2 separate regions of the Sus scrofa genome follow, and region 1 is linked to region 2. Evidence: chromatin contacts called from public HiChIP or PLAC-seq data. All regions are on one chromosome and are shown on one strand. Each heading gives the region's core, a stretch centred on a gene start, on an enhancer-like site or on the middle of the called end of the contact. The rest is flanking DNA. Distances are from core to core; before and after follow the strand shown.

What was found. HiChIP or PLAC-seq counts read pairs in DNA pulled down with a chosen protein or histone mark.
Region 1: a contact with region 2 is called in an H3K27ac HiChIP or PLAC-seq map of alveolar macrophages. The contact joins two enhancer-like sites. A contact is called at or near these places in 3 of 47 Hi-C or Micro-C datasets (liver, mesenteric adipose tissue and subcutaneous adipose tissue) and 1 of 2 datasets of contacts at active chromatin or transcription factors (alveolar macrophages).

What each region holds. Positions count from the first base shown.
Region 1 is chr18:26,070,264-26,076,588 of Sscrofa11.1, reverse strand. All of the region lies in intron 5 of TSPAN12 (tetraspanin 12), which reads right to left. Among named protein-coding and RNA genes, the nearest start is that of TSPAN12, 27 kb to the right of the region's middle. Within about 2 kb of position 4,053, at least 4 of the 83 cell types and tissues checked have an H3K27ac peak or open chromatin away from gene starts, as enhancers often do. A contact at or near this core is called in alveolar macrophages, where this site is marked.
Region 2 is chr18:25,996,012-26,002,554 of Sscrofa11.1, reverse strand. No RefSeq gene overlaps it. Among named protein-coding and RNA genes, the nearest start is that of ING3, 23 kb to the right of the region's middle. Within about 2 kb of position 3,569, at least 5 of the 83 cell types and tissues checked have an H3K27ac peak or open chromatin away from gene starts, as enhancers often do. A contact at or near this core is called in alveolar macrophages, where this site is marked.

The sequences.
Region 1 (6,325 bases), core at 2,804-5,303, 74 kb before region 2:
TATACCACAGCATGGACCTGAGCCACTGCACTGACAATGCCAGATCTTTAACCTGCTACACCACATGGGAATTCCCTACCAACCCTTTGAATTAAAACACCTATATTTTCATCTTTGAGGAAAAAAAAAAAAAAAGACTACCAATAATATCAAAATTTTTAGGATGGCAGAAAAGTTCCCCTTTCCCTTCACCTAATAATGCCAAGTTAAAGGCACAAGTGCTGCTTTAACTGCTATGTCAAGTTTCTTGACAGATTGTATCGCAACTGCATCTTTTCTATTTATGTTTTAAACTTATATTGTCAGTCAGATCAGCTTCTTTTAAAATTAATAGTAAAATTGATCTTTGTTCTTACATTTTAAGATTTTTATGAGGAAATATAGTTCCACAGCTAATGAATGCCTAACAGTTTCTTAAAATTCCATAAAAACACTAATACTGAAAGTGATTTATCATCTTTTTTCATCTTTTATGTCTTTGCTGTTAATAACTGATTTGATAAAATTTGTAAGAAAGTCATATTTGCTTTTGTATGAAATAATTTTAATAATTTTCACTTTGGGAAAATAGATTTATTCAAAATTTTTCATTTCTAACGTCTATCAATCTAATGAACACAAAAAAGCCATCTGCCTTAGTCAATCAATTTATTGAGTGCTTACATTTATTGAGAATATTAAACTTTATAAGCAGTTGAGAAACATAGGAAAAGATACTTCCAATTATTGAGAGCCTTCTTATAGGAAATATTTTCTGTTAATATAAAACTTATCCTCATCCTATCCAGCTTTATGGAGAGAGGGCTCGGAGCTACTACTATCTAAAGAAAACAAAAATCCTATATCCACAGATGACAAGACAGTTATTGTCTGAACAATTTTTCTACACACATGCCAATTTAAAAAGAAATTTTACATTAAAACAAAACTGTAGTGTCCTCCTTGAACCCTTTTATGTAAGTTTCTCGGTGCAAGCCGGGCAGATGATCAGCCCCGTAGCACAGAACCTCCTTAGTAAGAAAGCACTTCACCAAGAGAAAAGCAAAAATTATAAACACCGTAAAAGTTATTTTAACCTGCTCTTCTCTCAATTTATAACCCAAAACTCCAACTGCTTTTTCATAAGCAACATTTAACATAATTTGAAACCACAAGTCAGATTGGCTTATCTTGGAAAATTAATCCCACCTGAGATTCACCTCTCTGCAAATAAAAATTATTTCAAAATATACCATGCTTTACTGGACATTTTAATATTTTAAAAACACCGTGCCTTTTGACTCCTATCTACATGCTACATAACCAACACGTTTAATAAACAAAAAGTTTGATGAAAGGTCTGCAGTCACTAAATGATAAATGATAAACTCCAGTCTCTACCCTGTCAAATACTCTACTCTGCAAGCTTTCAGTGCTAAGTATCTCTATGTCAGTTGTTTATTTTTCCTTTCCCGGTGATTGGAGGTTTAAAAATATTATATTACTTATAGTTAGTAAATAAGAGAATTCCAGTGCCAAATATTTGTACAAGATAATGGAACGGCCGACGTTCTGTTAAGAATCCACCAGGACGAAACTCCTAACAGTCTGAGAGCACTTGTGCTTAAAACACACATCCACACAAAGCCTCTGTTTTAGCCCAGTCTCAAAACAATGTCATAGCAGACACAGGCTTGGTACTTTCCGAGGGCCAATTATTCAAGACGTTCTGAGTCTTTACACATTTTGCCAAGAAAAGGCAACGTTAAATCCCTTTTAAGAATTACAAATGCAATGAGCTAAGTCTAATTGAGAAAAAGTTAGAACTATAAATCAGTTTTTGAAGAAACAAAGTCTTGTCATTCCTGAGCCCATGTAGAAAATTGAGCTGCAGTAAGAAAGTGTTGGTATGCTATGGTCCTTTGTTCATGCTTATATTTGAATAAATATACAGAAGACTCTCATAATGTATCTTAATTTACTTTCCTTTTCAATTTTCTTTACACTGGTCATTGTCGAACTAGCTTCTCTATCAAAGATGTGGGTGAAGTTCAGGTTAGAATATGACTGCTTCGCACGCTGCTCAAACTCTGAGACCGAGAAAGGTGTTATGCCAAGATGAGAGGGACTTAGCCAAGGGCCAGGGGGTTCTCAGGGTCAGGGATGCAAATCATGACAGGTAAAGCACTAAGGGCGAGTCAATAACGCAACTGGAGATGCTAGACAGGTCACCGTGTATACAGTTTCTGTGCCTTTGAAAGCCAGGTCAGCTAAAGTCTGCATGCCCAGCCCTATTGCAAAAGATATACAGGGTGTTACTGGTCTCGGAAGAGGCTGTCTCTACGTATTATTGGGCTATTCCTTAGAATGTGAGCAGGGGTCCCCATCAGCAGAACCTGGGCAGGTAAGTGCACAGGAAATATCCTAAGCCACACAGCCAAAGAACAGCAGACCGAATTCTGATCCTGATCCAGACTGTGCCTCTCATGCAGACCCAACCAAATGTGGCCTGATCCCTCCCACACCCGAGAAGCTCCTAAGTCACAGGCACCTCGGTGACATCATTTACAAGACAACACATTAGGAAATCAGACATTTTAAAAGACTTTTTTAGAGAGAAAGGGAATTCATCCTTTAGTATCAGTAACAACTTTTCAATCTACCTATAATTTGTGACAGTATCTTCTAAAACACATTCATTTTTTTATGTTCATTAAAGTATAGCTGACTTACAATATTGTTAAATCATATTCTTTTAATTACTTTACCTTTATTTTCAGACAAGGTACACATTTTAACTTACTTCTGTATATTGTCCAGTAAATCCACAACCTACCTTCTAAAGGAGTATTAAAGGGAAATGTTGTCTTTAAATATTATAGATCCATGAATACGAATATTTATTACAAAGTGAAGAGGTGTGTTCCTTTTTTTTTTCTTTTCTTAATAAATCTATTCAAGCAAAAACACTTTCCCCTTGAACAAAAATACGTATATTTTCTTTTTTTAAATGATCGAATATAAGAACACAAGCCAATTCACAGTCATGCTTAGTGTTCAGGGAAAGAAAATCATATGTGAATAATGATAAAAACACTAAACTGTCACCAAGATTGCCCAAACATCAGTAATTCAGTCTCGTTGGTAGAAGGAACAAGTTGAATTAAATAACATGAATTACAAATCAATTTTAAAGAAAAGCGTATTTTTTTACAACAAATATTTTAGCTGTAGGGATGTTAAGAAGCAGAGATCCTTGAAGCCCTGCTTTTGTAAACAGATTGATGATTATCTGAAAGAAGCCTATCCATCTTGTGTCGGTAAGTGCTTCCACCAGGTTTGAAAAGTTTGCTCTCAAACAAGTTAAGCAGCTTTACAACAATCCTCCGATACTAGTCAATTGTTTATGGACCTTTTTTGTCCCCCCTCCCCCCCCAAATCTGGGAAACAGCAGCAGGATTCCAAAGAACTACCATTCTAACTCTTCCACAACAGCCCTTGGTTGGCTGGCCTCCTCGAAGGCATCCTAGCCCAACACTCAGTTTCCTGGTGGCTACGTCAACCTGGCAACTATATTTTTGCTATTAAGTCGGAACTAAACACATCCAGATTAATACAATTTTATTTATGATGTACATCTGGGGGAAAAAAACTCTAAAACATTAGCAAGACGGCCCCACCAGAAGAACGTTATTTCTTCATCAGTAAAGGCACACATACGTCTTCCACTCTCATCTGTCATTAAAAGAGCGTCTCTAAATGTGAGGCCCCCTAAGCCCAGAGTGGCAGGACCGCGCAGCTATCCCCCTTCGGGTTGATGAGAGAAGAGCCCACAAGAAAGCCAGAACAGACACTGCTGCCAGGGTTGTGAAGCAAAAGATAGATCTGATCACATCACTCTTCAGCTCCCAAAACGTCCAACTGCAAAGTATGTACACAGGGTATTTAAGATATGCCCATAATTTGGCCTAAGATCACACAACCAACTCTCAGCCCGGCATGCCTGGCACATACCCATCCTATGACATACACGTGCCTTTGGCCAGGCACACACCATGAGCTTCTGAGTCTTATCACGAGTGCTCCCTGCACTAGGCTTTCAGTTCCTCAAAGTACCTTGCCTCCCCAGCAATGACCCTTCCGTCAACCTTCAACCATCTCTGCCTGAGCCATTAACCACCCTTCCCCTCAGATCTCGGCTCAAACCCTTCCTCCTGTCCCTTTATTAAATGCTCTCAGTTAGACCAAGGCTGTCCTTCCTTATAGAATCAGAAAAGGAATGGGTCTATGTATATGTATAACTGATTTACTTTGCTATACACCGGAAACTAACATAACATTTTAAGTCAACTATACTCCAATACAAACTTTTTTTAAAAAGAGCCTTAAATAACACAAAGAGAGAAAACTTAGCATTAAAGTATTTCCATTATAATAGGCAAATCTTTCATTACAGGTCTCATAAAAAGACAGTCCGTCTTCAACTCGGCTGTGTGAACCCTACAGAAAACTTGAAAATTGTAAATATTTTAAATGCTTGTTTCCTAGAAGATGCACTGAAAAGATTCATCCTTTTACTTAATAAGAAATAATTCTTTTTTTTTTTTTTTTTTTTTTGTCTTTTTATGGCCGCACCTGCGGCATAAGAAGAATCCCAGGCTAGGGGTCATCGGAGCTGTAGCGGCCGGCCTGTCAGAGCCACAGCAACGTGGGATCAGCCACGCCTGAGACCTACACCACAGCTCACGGCAACACCAGATCCCTAACCCACTGAGGGAGGCCAGGGATCAAACCCACAACCTCATGGTTCCTAGTCATTTTCGTTGACCACTGAGCCACGACGGGAACTCCAGAAATAATTCTTACATTGCCATAGATTATCTAAGAAAATTCCTTAAAGAGGTTTCTAAAATGTCTTCATAATTGTAACCATTGTGAGGAAATTTGTAGTTTCCAAATTTTAACGTTTCAAAGACTAAAATAATGGTAATCTAAATTTAGGGATAATTATTTATTTCATAATAATTCAAATGTACTGCTTAAGAAGAGTAGTAAATGAATATCTACTGCTTTACCTTTGCAAAAGGAAGGCAATAGACTGACAACACTGGAAGCAGATGTGAAAGCAAAACCTCTACACAACTGCTGAATTAGCCTCTACATAGCATTTGCTGAGCCTGTAACCGCATCCACAACTGGAACAACCCTTGCAAAAGCATGTGCTGCCTGGGAAAAATCAGGCATTGAACTCTGCACAGACTTGGGACACTCACAAAATCAATGAGTATAGATCCGCACAGCTTATATTGAACCAAAGTCATCGCAAATGTGTATATTAAGAAACAATATATAACAAAGCTTAAAATGCTTACTATGACAGAGTACACCTAAATTATACAAAAGTCAGAAATACAAAAACTTGAGCCATTCATACGTCAAACTTTAAAGTAAGCAAAAGGTCTAAACAACACTCAAGATCCTGTCATGAAGACCCAATACCAAAGGCATGAATGTCACATTTACTTTCAATGACATCTGCTTATGTGCTTTTCTAGGGTATAATTAGAGGCAGTGAAGCCAACGTCACTTACAAAACAGAAAGGTTAATGGCAATATGTCCCAGGCTTGTGGTGCATACAAAAACAAGACGTGCAAACTGAGCCTTTGGATCCAGCACTGCCCACATCATCTCCAGTTTCCTCTGCTTCAAATTTTTATGCGTTTAACAACGAATTTAAAAACAATAGCTTTAAAGAATTCTAGTTAACATGTCAAAATAAAACACATGTATTGAAGGGTATGTCTCTGTTACATGAAAAACGCATAAATAGTGAATAATACCTCACTTCCCCATGTCAGGTAATACAACATTCCTTTCATGTGCAAAAACTCTATCTCAGCAAGGTCTGCTGAACTCAGCAGCCCTCCACCCAGTCCCCAAAGTCTTAGTCCAGATCCATCCATGGCTTCCGAAGACTATTGTATAACCACTAATCAGCCTTCCCAAAGCCTCCAGCCCTGACTGTTACCATTTCATCAAAGGCTGAAAATTCTCACTGGCTCTCTATAGTCCAAGGGGTAACATTAGACTCTCCTACAAAGACCTACCCGTTTGGACTACTACACGCGCTTTTCCCTGACACCACAGCCACACAGAATCTCTCAGTTTTGCCCAAACTCGCCCTGTTCTTTTCCTCCTTCGTGTCTTTGCACACACTCTTCATCTTGCTTCCCTTCTCCACTAGAAAATTCGTCCATATTTTCAACATCCAGCTGAAATAAAGATTCTCCTGCCAGGGGGTTCCTGTCATGGCGCAGCGGAAATGAATCCAACTAGGAAGCATGA
Region 2 (6,543 bases), core at 2,320-4,819:
AACCCACAACCTCATGGTTCCTAGTCAGATTCGTTAACCACTGCGTCACAACGGGAACTCTGAGGGTGTGTGACTTCTGAGGTTAGTTCATAAAGGGCTCTAAGGTTTCTACTTCCTTTGTTCTCTTGGATTGCTTGTGCTGAGCTAATCTAGCCATTATGCAGCAAGGACACTCAAGCAATCCTATAGGAAGTTCCAAGAGGAGAAAAACTGAGCACCAGTTTACCATCCACATCAGAGAACTTCTTGCATGCAGAGCCTCTAGCCCCAGTCCAGCCTTCAAATGACGATAGCCCTGGCAGACACCTTGGCTGCCACCTGGTGAGAGTCCCTGAGCTAGAATTGCTGCCCATCAAGCAGCCTTTGAATTCCTGGCGAAAAACCGTGAGAGAGAATAAATATTTATTGGGGTTTTAAGTCACTAAGTTTTCATTTGTTGTGCAATAATAGATAAATAATGCATATTGCACTCATTATTAAGATAGTAAAGAGGCAGACAGAAAAATAATTGTAAATTAGAAATATTCAATATTGAAAGCACAAGTGTTACTATGGCAGAGACTCATATCGGTGGCACAAGCTCAGAGTGACAACACCATTAAGAACTTTGAGAAAGAAATGCCTAAATATATCCTATTGAAAATGTGCTTAGACCACGGTACTATAGGGGGAGGGGAAATACAGATGAGAGACTAGTAATTGATGGAGAGATACCTAAGAAGTCTAAGGTTCTGAATTAGTCACAATTCTAAGAACTTTTCTATTACATGTTTAGTATAAATATGAATAAAAATTATTCCACTTGCTTTTTCAGATGGAACTTTAATGTGATTTCTGTGAGTCATGCTCCTATTTGTACTGACCTCTAGTCCTGAGTTTGGGATTTTTTTCCAAGAGGTTATTTTTAGCCATTGTAAAACAGGAGCTATTTTAAAGTTACAATTTTTTTAATCTGAAAATTAAGAAACATTTGCAATAATTCTATGTGTGTTCAATTCTTTTTATTCTTACTGGGTTTACAAAGTATAAGTATTTACAAAAACAATAATTTCATTTTGTATTTTAAATTGAAAGGAAATTAGGTGTCATCTTCTGAGCTTCCCAGGAGCTGCTAAATGGACTGCACCCTCCAAAAAAATTATCTGGATTTTTAAAAATAATTTTAATTCTGTCTCTCATTCAAACTTTATAGTGTCCTATTCCTCAGTTAGCTACTAAGAGATAATGAATAAACCAACCCCCCAAATGCATTCATTTCTGACAAATCCCAAGGAACAGGCATTTTTATAAAGAGTAATACTTTTTTTTTGTCTTTTTGCTATTTCTTTGGGCCGCTCCCGCGGCATATGGAGGTTCCCAGACTAGGGGTCTAATCGGAGCTGTAGCCACTGGCCTACGCCAAAGCCACAGCAATGCAGGATCCGAGCCGCGTCTGCAACCTACACCACAGCTCACGGAAACGCCAGATCGTTAACCCACTGAGCAAGGGCAGGGACTGAACCCGCAACCTCATGGTTCCTAGTCGGATTCGTTAACCACTGCGCCACGATGGGAACTCCAAGAGTAATACTTTTAATGATGACTTGTTTATAAAGAAACTACTTTTGGAAGAAAAGCTTTCCCACGTAGACATCTGCCGACCCTGCCTGAACTCAGGCCTGGGTGTGAGGGTCAGCATGGAATTAATATTTGGACAAATGAGGACATTTAGACCAGTTAAGCTTAGGAATAAGGGAAGAGTGACACAGAGCAGTGTTAATTCAAGTCAAAGAGATTTTCATTCCTGCCGGCCTTCCTCCACAGACTGGCACTTAAGGAAATTATACTCTTTATACACCTAAAAATATAATGGAATATAAACTCTCTTCCTTTCTCTCTCTCTCTTCTTTCTTTCTTTCTCCCTTTTCTTTCTTTCTCCCTTTTCTTTCTTCCTTCCTTTCTTTCTTTCTTTCTTTCTTTCTTTCTTTCTTTCTTTCTTTCTTTCTTTTTCTTTCTTTCTTTTCTTCCTTCCTTCCTTCCTTCCTTCCTTCTCTCTTTGCCTCTCTTCACTTAAACATAAAAACTTGCTGTTTATCCTAGTGTACAGCACAGGGACCTATATCTAATCTTGTGATAGAGCAGGATGGAAGACAATATGAGAAAATGAATATATATATGTATGACCAGGTCACTTTGCTTATAAAAGAAATTGACACAACATTGTAACTCAACTACATTTTCACTTAAAAAAATTTAAACTTGCTCTTTGGTTTCTGTCAAAGAATATTTAAAAGACTGTCTAAAACATATTTGGAGTTTCTGGGTACCATTCATTAGTTCAGTGCTTACCGCCTGGTGGGTATTATGATAAACTTTTCATCTAATGTAGCCAAATGTGTGTTATTACTCTCACTTAACAATAGGGAAATAGGAGCATGGAGGGGAGATCAAAGAAATGGCTTGCCAGTGTCACAAAGAAAATATAAGGCAGAACTGGGATTGGTCCCCAGGGCTGCCCAGCTCCACTGCCCATGATTTTAATTACTATGCTATATATCAGGTGGAAATGTGGTTGTATTGTAGTGCTTACAAATGTCAGGCCTTCTGAGAACTTTACATATGTCTACACTTTTTAACCTTCATGACAGCTGTATGAAGTAGGAACTATTATTATCCCCATTTTACGGATAGGTAAACTGAGGCAAGGAGAGATTAAATAACAATCAATGAGTAATGGAGAAGGCATACATGTGTGTTTGAAGACATTTCAATACATAATTAATCCAAAAGTAGTCTTTCAAAATTACATTATATATATATTTTTTAATTTGGGGGCCATGCCCATGGCATTTGGAAGTTCCTAGGCCAGGAACTGAACCCACACTACAGCTGTAACTAGAGCCATATCAGTGACACTAGTGATACTTATTCCACTAAGCCACAAGGGAACTCCCCAAATTAGATTATAGTTTAATTCATTTAAAACAATTGCAAAGATGAGTCTTCAAAACTTGCAGTTTTACTGCACACTCAAGTAAAATGTTAAATTAAAATAGATCTTTTCAACTTGCATTTGTCTAAGGGTTGGTCACTTTTAAAGATCTACATGCTATCAGGAGTAGATAATGATAACAAATTAATTCAAACAGATTTTTAAGAAAATGGAAATTGAATGGTTAATAGCTGATGATGTTTTTGCAGACTGTAAGGAAACAAAAAGGAAATTATGACTAATTCAGCTGTAAATGAAATGAACTAAAAGATAAAGTGTGTATTTCTCTAAATCTGGGCTGAAAGTCAAATTTGAAGATTTACGGAAATTCCATTTTCCTGTTCGTGAACCAAATAATTAACGATCTTGATTTTGAAATAGATAAGCTGCCTCCCATCATTTATTTCTTTGGTTAAAAATATATGCATAGTTTAAAGTAATTTTTTTCATAAGAATGACTCATTCATGATAAAGAACTGCTTATTCATTATTTATCATCACAAAACTGCATTCGTTGACACAGCTATCTCTAAGAACTTGCACTGAAGATGGTTAACACTCATACTTACTACTGAGAAAAGAATGTATGACTTATAACCCTAAAAACCAAGTTGTGCATGAGTGTGCATTTATAATGCAGACCAGGAAGGCAAAGTAGGGGGAGAGAAGAGAGGCACGAGTCCTATTGGAGGTTCGTTTATGTAAGTGGTAAGAGTTTAAGAGAAGTTAAAATATTTTCCTAAAGGGTTTAATGAACCTTGATTTTAAAGCTCTGAGCTGTAAAGGAATGAGAGGGAGGATCCATTTGAACAAATAACTCTTTTAAAAAGGAAAAAAGAAAAAAACCTAGTAAAAGATCACTCTAAATGTGGACAGACAGAAGTCATCATGAGCTCCCAGTCTACCAGATTATACTCCATGGCATTAAAGTGGAAAGCACAGTAAATGGGAGAAAGAATGAAAGCAGTTTCTTCCTTGCAAAAAAGTTAATTGGGGGCACTTATAAGGGAAAATAACGTTTTATATTTGAAATATCAGCAGAAATATATACAAAATGCAAAATCAAAAATGGGAGCTAGGAAGCTCGGGAGAATATATCTGACTCGAGATTTGACAACAAGAAAGGTCATGGTCAGTGTAGGGAGAAAGCAATTTTTTCAATATTTTGTGCTTCTTTAAATTATTCTCTAAATCTTTTTTTCTTGGGAAATCTTAAAAAAAAACAAAGGAAATACTGAAAACAGAAAATGAGAATGTGATCAGAACCAAATTTCAATGAACTTGTCATATAACTAAAAGAGAATACACTAATATACCTAGACTGGCTGAAAAATAATAACCAACAAGATACAAGAAACACAATTAAAATAAAAATGATTCAAGAAAGGTTGAAAGTAAAAAAAACCCAAATACTAATGTGAGATTTGCAATATTAACATTAGACAATTATTAAGTCGAAGCAAAAGGCATTAAAGAAAAATAGATACTTTAAAATAATGAGTGCAATCCACAGTAAATATCTCTCAAGTATCTTTATGCACCGAATAACAGCCTAAAATACAAAAAGGCAAAGTTGTCGGAAATAGAGGTAGACATGAAAAAACAACAATAACAATATTTACCTCCATATATGGTAAAGGAGATAGAAAAATAGGTAAGATATAAATGCCTAATTAACAATTCATAGAACTTATAGGTAGATATTGAATTCAATATCCTCAAAACAAAATCAACATTTCGAAAATTCCTCTAAGCATTTATAAAAATTTACCTTACATTAAGCTACAAAAATTTAATAAATTTTTTTTTGTTTTATTGAGGTAAAGTTGATTTACAAGGCAGTAAATTCTAAAATACAGAATCAATATAAAACAAATTGATCACAAGGTAGCAAAATTTGAAGTCAACAAAAATAAAAAACAATAACAACATAAGATCCCCACAACTATCTAGAAATTCAAAATTCTCTGGTAAAACAAATTTTGGGGGTGAGAGACTATATAAGCAACATTTTATAATATTCGCAATGTATAGTAATAACAATAAAAAAGCAACACTTGAAGGAAATGCTAGTATTATGCTCATACTTCACTACACAAGAATGAAAGAAAATAATATCAAGATATGAAAAGGAAGAATCAAATAAAATGAAAAAGAAAGAACTGTTTCATTAAGGGTTTTGATGGAAACCGATAGATGCTGGGTCTGATAAATTTAGGTAGTTAAGGAATTTGTCAGAGGGAATATTAGCTAGCTCACCAACTCTCCAGCAGAACCTACGAACCAGGCTCAGAAGCTTCACAGCTAGGAATAATATAAAAAAAAAAATCACAGCACGAAATTGGACGTACAGTCGCTACTGCTAAGCATGAAAACTGCATTTTTTACCAATGCTTGTGAGCACTGCAAGCACTGGATGTGGACCCTATGGCCTTTATCAGGATGAATTCATCATAGAGCTGGCTTCACCATTAGTTTCTAACTTCTGACTTGGTCCACTCTGGGTCCATCTTATTGGTAGAGCTGAGATCACATGCTCTGAGAAAATCTGGGAAAGCAATCATCTACATTGCTTGTATTCCCATGAGATAAAGAATTACTCAAACATAGGCAGTACATTCAATGATAGCTCAATAAGATGACAAATATCACCACAGCTCATGGAGTTAGCTGCCCAACACTATTCACACTCTATCCTTCTGAAAAGGATATTAGTAAAAGCAACCTAAGAGAATGCAGCGTAATTTCATTATTCCCTCATACAAGTGAAAATAAGTTCACCCTCTACTTAAAGAAAGATCATCTAAAATACTATAAATTACTACATCTAAATATTATAAATTACTACAGTCAGAAAGCTGGAAGTCAAATATTTGGGAAGAGGGTACTCCCACTTGAATTACATTCCAGGAATCATATATTGGAGAAGTGGCACTCTATATAGGTCCTTGGTTCAGACCGATAAAATATGAATCTTCAATTAGTATTCTACCAAACCATAGGGACAGATTCTTTTAGGATTGTGATATGGTAAGACTGGTGAAGCCTATGAATCAAAACTGACTTTATTCTCTATGGAAAAAAGCATTGCCACATCTAACTTGGAAGATTTCAACATATTCACTCTATCACAAAGTTGACTGTGACTCATAGGCTAAGATCTGCTTGCAATTGCTGACAAATTTGACACATAGTAGTGGCAGTTACCAACTCAATCTTGATGTGGAAGTTCTTGTTGAGCCCAAGCAAAATCTCTGTCCTTGCCACAGTGCCCATTAAGAAAGTCTTGGAGTCGAATCTGGAAAGTGACTGACCGACATTGAAAAAAATGAGCATCTTGCTCATCTGATAATGGAAAGCTTATTTTGCAGTGGAGGACTTTTTGTGAACATTTATATGAGACACAAATATTTTCACACATTGGATCTATGATCACATGCTCTTTTTAATTTTTATTTCATTATTATTATTTTTTGTCTTTTTAGGGCTGCACCTGCAGCATATGGAGGTTCCTAGGCTAGGGGTCAAATCGGCACTGTAGCTGCCAGCCTGCCAGCCTACACCACAGCCAC